Regions from separate parts of the Mus musculus genome. Here region 1 is linked to region 2. Evidence: chromatin contacts called from public promoter capture Hi-C data. All regions are on one chromosome and are shown on one strand. The core of a region is the stretch at or near the end of the contact, and the rest is flanking DNA. Distances in the headings are between cores, read along the strand shown. Region 1 holds the start of Pacrg (PARK2 co-regulated). Region 2 holds the start of Pde10a (phosphodiesterase 10A).

Region 1 (2,799 bases), core at 104-2,603, 2.0 Mb after region 2:
TATAAGTAGAAATATAGTGGGACAACGAAGAACACTATTAAGCTAATATATTGAATTGCTGTATAATAAGATCCTCTCAGGGTGTAAATTGTACAAAATTGAAAACTACATTTAGTATTAAATCTCTCACACTCCTAAACAGGTGCCCACTCAGTAGACAAACATGGTTTAGCATACCAAATCATATGGTATTTAATAAACAAGAAGATTGAAAAGCAGTATTAGGCATATAGCTAAACCGTTTGTGTGCCTTTGAATATTTTCCCCTATTCGTGTTAAGAATATTTTATTTGTATTATCACAACTCATAAAAATGAAATAGGGCTTGTATTATTAGAGACACTTGAAATAGAGCTTATATTGTTTAAAATGTATTTAAAAGGCCTATCAGGAACCAGTCTTCACATAAGTAATTTTTGAATACTTTAACAGGTTAATACCTTTTTTTTTGTCAGAATGTTGCTGAGTAAATGCTAAGGCATTCTAAAATGTCCCAGATGAGATAAATTAGTATATATTACTGATGAGTTTATGTGTCTCATACTGGTTCGTGTTAAATTTTGAAAGCCTATGACTTCTAAGAGCATTCACTCCAGAAGGTCTTGTACTGAGTGGACTAAGTTTACAATAAAGATAAGGATTTTTTTCCCCCTTACCAGTGAAACAGCTTAAGTGTAATTTGGGGTAGTGGAGAAAGCACACTTGCTCAAGAAGGTGCTTATACGCTAACTCAGTACATCGCCTGCCCCAAAGGTTCTTTAACCACCTAGCCTACATCTCTGCACACTGTCGGGCAGAGTCTGCTACTGACCGAGTCATTGCCAGTTCTGGTAAACAGTACCAGGACCCAGGGCTTGTCATCCTCTACAACCACATGTCCCCTGATTCGGAGCAAGTGCGTTCAATCGAGGAAGATCACTTACGACTGAGTTTTTCATCATGGCTTTGACTGTGAAGCCCTCAGAAACCAGGGAACGAGGCTGGTGCACCTGGAACGTCTGTTGTGGCAGCAGTTTAGTCCTCTTCGGCATCTTGTCTGGGCATTTGTTTAAGGTCAGGGTCTCTTTTTCTACCACATTCTTCCTAGAAAACGTCTTGTTCTTATCAGAGGTGTGGAAGAAAAACCAGTGGCTTTTACAGAAGTGAGCAGGGGGTCGGGAAAACACTCTAAAAGGCTCTAGTGGTAGAAATTCAACCCCTCGTGCTGCCCAGGGAGATCCAGATGTTTGGCAGCACCAAGGTGGAGGGAGTTTAGGGGAGGAGAGGGGCGGGAAGAGGGCTGGGATCCGAGGCTAGAGTCTCTAAGAGCTTCCAAAGGTGTAAGCCTCCCGGTTGCTAAGCGATTAGTCAACATTAGGAGACGCTAGTCCCGCCCCTCCGTGACGAGCGTTTCCGGAAAAGGTTACCAGCGAAGACAGTTGCAGCTGCCGGAGGCGAATCTTACGGGTTAAAACTACGCCTCCCAGCAGGCTTCGCGCTAGGGGCGGGTGGTTGCGCGTGCGCACTGCGCCCGCCTGGCTCGCGAGGGGAAGGGGGAGGAGGCCTGGATGACTAAACCTGACAGAAACGCTGGTGGGAGGCTCGGGCGGGCGCCAGTGCCCGCGTAGGTCCTTCTCGACCCGCAGCCACCACCCGCCCGGTGACCATGATAGGTACGTGGGTGCCTGCCAGGTACAATCTCTCCGCGCCGCCCCGCGTCCGTGTGTGGCACCACGTCACACCCCACGGGTCCGAGTGGGATCCTCGGGGGCCGACCCGAGCCACCTGTCAGTGTCACGGCGGAGGCGTGCGTGCCGCGCTCCGTCCGCTCTGTGGGCTTCCTCGGCCCGCCCCCCCCCCCCCCCCCGCCCATAGCCTGGTCCGGTGTGTGCTAGAGCATTAGGTATGAGTTTCCAACCTGCCTTAGCCAAGGTTAGCTCGCTGAAGACTGTATCCCCACGGACACCCGCGTGCTCCACTGCGACCCCCGACGGCGGGGCTCGCCCTGCCGCTCCACGGGGTGACCAGCCCAGGTCTGTTTCGGTCAAGCTGTCCTTCACTTCAGGGCGAGTTCACACACCCTAGGACTTAAAGAAAATCTCAGGAAAGCATCTGCCTCGTGGAGATCGCACCTCAGTTCTGTCTTTTTAAATGTGTCCTCGGAGATCTGAGACGAAAGACTAGCCGAGTAGATAACTGCAAAGATGGCTTTTTCCCCCACTACAGTTTGTGACTGGGTGCAGTTTGACCAGTGCAGCTTTGGAAGTGGCCACTAGGGTTGTTCTAAGCAGTGTGAAGTAGGCAGATTGGAAAGGACCTCCCTGACAGAGATGTTATATGTGAAGCCACGTTTTGGGTTCTCCTCCGGGATAAGTAGAAATAAATGCATAATTTAGCGCACATTCCCGTTTGGAGGTTTCGTTACTGTAGACTCGCCGCCCCCATCCAAGTGATGTTCTGAAGATGTAGTGAACTTGTTTGTGATATATGCCTGACAGGTATCGCACTAAGCACATCTGAAGTCGGTCTATTTGAGATGTGTCTAGAAGATGGATGAGAGGTGCATTTATGAAGTAAATGCGTTACACGGTGAAAGTAGCCGAGTCTGTTTTAACTCATAAAAGTAATGTTACAAGTGTGCAGCCCTCCTCTCTTCCTCTTGAGAGTCATGCTAGGCAGCTAAGATGCTCCTGGAAGCAGAGGTGCACGCTCATGGTGTCTAGCTGCTTCTTCCCTCCATAGGGCAGTGTGTATTTTGGATGAATGAATTGGAAACTTGTTAAATTAAGAAAAAAAGTATACATTTTTATGAATGGCACT
Region 2 (3,025 bases), core at 5-2,504:
CTAAATGTCCAAATTTGAATCCCCCCCTCCAGGAGCTCTGACCAAAAGCCTTCTCTGTTGATACTGCGGGGCTGGAGAGAGGATTCCCTGGTTCAGGTCACCCGCCCACAGGCGGATGTGGTTTGCACACAGCTGGAACAGAGGCTAGGCTGTGGGTTTAGCATCTGGAACGCCAGATCCAGATGTGCCACCTCCAGGGAGACTAGCGGGCCAGGGGCACACACCACACGCAGAGTGCCAGGGTGCTGGGACCTGAGTTCCAGTGGACGCGCAACGTGGGCGCGGGCGGTGGCGGTTCGGGGAGCGCCTGCTCCGCCAGTGGGCGTCTTCTGCCGCCGCCACCACCGCCGCCTCCACGGGCAGCAGCACTGCGGCGCTTTTCTCCGCTGCTCTGGAGCAGCCGCCGCGGCTCAGGCGCCGGCCGGAGCTTGCACACACCACGCCACGCCCGCAGGCAGCGTCCCGGCAGCCTCGCCAGGCCGGGAAGGACGCGGATCGTGCGTACCAGCCCGCACCCCGGCGCAGCGATCGGGACTCGTCCCCCCGCCCGCGGTCCTATTGAATCCCAAAGGGAACACGATGTGAACCCCCGGGCCGGAGAGGCACCCTAGACCCGAGAGGCGGACCGGACCAGAGCCTGGGCAGCGTCGCGGGGAGGGCCGGTGCTGCGGGGGCGGAGCCCGCAGAGTCCGGGCCGCCGCGCCCTCCCGCCTGCCCCCCTTGCAAGCTGGGGAGGAGGGCCATGGCTAGCCCGGAGGAGCGGCTCGCTCCCCACCCCCAGGCCCCACTGCGGGAGTCTGGGGACGAGCCCGGCCGTGTCCAAGTCCCTCTGGAACCCCGGTGCGGCGCGGCCAGCGGGCGGAGTACAGTGGGCCTGAGCCTGGCCCGGGAGCTGCTTGGCTGCAGCCGGGAGGAGCTAGCGGCGCCCCCGCCCCTGTCCCGGTCCCTGTCTCCCGCAGGCCACGCCAGCCCCACTGGGGGCCCCAGCGCCCTCTCCGCTCTCCGTGCCGGAGGCTGTGGTTGGGTGGCGGCCCGTGCTCCCTGGGCGCTTGCCTTCTCCTCCCCTGTCCCCTCCTCCTCCTTTTCATCTTCCTGGTACTTCTGGCCGCCGCCCCCCCTCCCCCCTCCCCCTCTTGTCCCCTCCTCATCTGCCTTCCACCTCCCCGCGCGTCTCCCGAGAAGGGAGGGCGCAGCGGCGGCTGGAGGAGGAGGAGGCGGCGGCGGCGATGCTGGCGGCGGCGGCGGAGGAGGAGGACAAGAGGCAGCTCCCTTGAGCGTCCCCCCAGGCAGTAGTCACCGCAGCAGCGGTGGCAGCAGCGGTGGCAGCGGCGGGCGGCGGCGGCTCTTCCTCTCGCCTGCGATTCAAGGCTTGCTGCTCCCTGCCCGCGCCGGGCCCCGGCCATCTCCGCCGCCGCGGCTTCCCCTACACCCGGGTGCACGCCGCGCGGACTCCTCGGATTTTCCGGGCGCCGGCGGGGGCTGCCCTGGCCTCGGCCCCGGCTCTGCCGCCGGTGGCCGAACTCTTTGGCGGCCCCGAGGCGCCGCCTTCCCCCTTGCCACCGTTTGGCCGCTGCCCTTCGGCTCCGACATGGAAGATGGACCCTCTAACAATGCGAGTTGCTTCCGAAGGCTGACCGAGTGTTTCCTCAGCCCCAGTAAGTGGCCCGGCCCCACGTTCCCCGTGGCCGGGGTGGTTTTCTGGCTTGGTGGGGACAAATCGGGGGTTCAGATCGTGGGGTGGGGAGGGAGCTGCTACGGTAGTGGGTAGTCTGCAAGGTGTGTGTGTGTACCAGACCAATATTGGCCAGTGGGTCTCAGGAAGCTGGTGGCACCTCAGGGACGTTCGGGACCGCCCATCAGCGTAGGGACACCCGGCTTTCCCCAGCCCGGCGTGCGCACAGAGGAAGCGTGACCCGGAGGGTGTTGGAGCCGGACGTTTAGAAACTAACCTGCTTCCTAGAGCTGTCCCTGGCCACATTGACCCGACTCATGATTTAGACCATCAAGTTTGTCACCGATTACTCTACATTTCTCTCTAGCCTGTGATCACTTGACTGGAGTATATATGCTTCCTTCCACTGGGGGGGTCCTGGGGATCTAAACCGCTGGATTCCTGACGCAGCCATGGGGATAGGCAAGGCTCAGGAAGCCCAGGATTCCAAATGTGAAGGAGGGCTGTGCCCGAGCCTGCAGTGACTGTGTTCTGGCGCGCGGACCAGTGGTATGGAGCTGGGTGCACCCACCCTCATGAAAAGGACGCAGCACTTTCCCCCCGCCCCCCAGCCCACCTCACGCAGATTCTGGGGAGCTGGTGCAAGGGTGGGTGAAGAAAGCCAAGGAACAATGGGGCGTTAGCATAGAAGAAAAAGGCACCTCTGGTTCCTTCGGACCCGCGGGACAACTGTAGCATGACCTTTCTGACCTGCCCCTCCCGGGTGCAGGTCTGCAAGCCTTCTGGGGCAGGGGCAACAGAGGGCGTGTCATAGGGGGAGGGGGACAAGATTGAGCAAAGAAGTCAAAAGCAGCTTCACTGGAAGGAAGGAAGGAAGGAGGCAGGCAGGCAGGCAGACGATGTTTAGGAAAGAAGCTCCAGACGCGCAGAGGAGGGAGTCGCTGCTGTTGTGGATGGAGGGTGAGCAGGGTGAGGACCAGAACACCGGGGCGGGAAAGGGACCAGGCGGGACCTGGTGGGAGAGTCTGTGCTCTGAGAGGGCACATCCGTGGGAAATTGTGAGACTCGGGCATCTGCTCCACCCTGAGCGTGGATTTGGTGCCACAGTCCACCGCGTGCGCACCGAGCCTTTGTCTGCTTTCTCGCTGGTAAGCCGCGCTTTTTGCCTAGCTTTCTCCAGGCAGAAGCTGCCAGGTTGTAAATGAGCTTTCTTGCTACTGCTCCTAAGTACCACTCACTCCTTAACGGGAGTGGACCTCCGCGCAGGGACATGGGGTGTCAGGGTTGAGACCCTCCTCAGGACTGCTCTAGGTGTGTACCCAGGAGCCCCTTAGAGTCTAGCCACCAGGTGGG

The links. Promoter capture Hi-C pulls out the DNA fragments that hold promoters and counts their contacts.
Region 1: a promoter capture Hi-C map of pre-B cells shows a contact between it and region 2, with 3 times the contacts expected there. The contact joins the promoter of Pacrg here to the promoter of Pde10a in region 2. A contact is called at or near these places in 1 of 39 promoter capture datasets (pre-B cells) and 1 of 115 datasets of contacts at active chromatin or transcription factors (embryonic forebrain).

Annotation. Positions count from the first base shown.
Region 1 is chr17:10,838,838-10,841,636 of GRCm38.p6, forward strand. It overlaps Pacrg (PARK2 co-regulated), which reads right to left and starts at 1,354. Exons shown (of 5, transcript NM_027032.2): 1 at 924-1,354. The coding sequence starts at 1,031. It overlaps Prkn (parkin RBR E3 ubiquitin protein ligase), which reads left to right and starts at 1,522. Exons shown (of 12, transcript NM_016694.4): 1 at 1,522-1,652. The coding sequence starts at 1,646.
Region 2 is chr17:8,800,491-8,803,515 of GRCm38.p6, forward strand. It overlaps Pde10a (phosphodiesterase 10A), which reads left to right and starts at 1,255. Exons shown (of 22, transcript NM_011866.2): 1 at 1,255-1,655. The coding sequence starts at 1,589.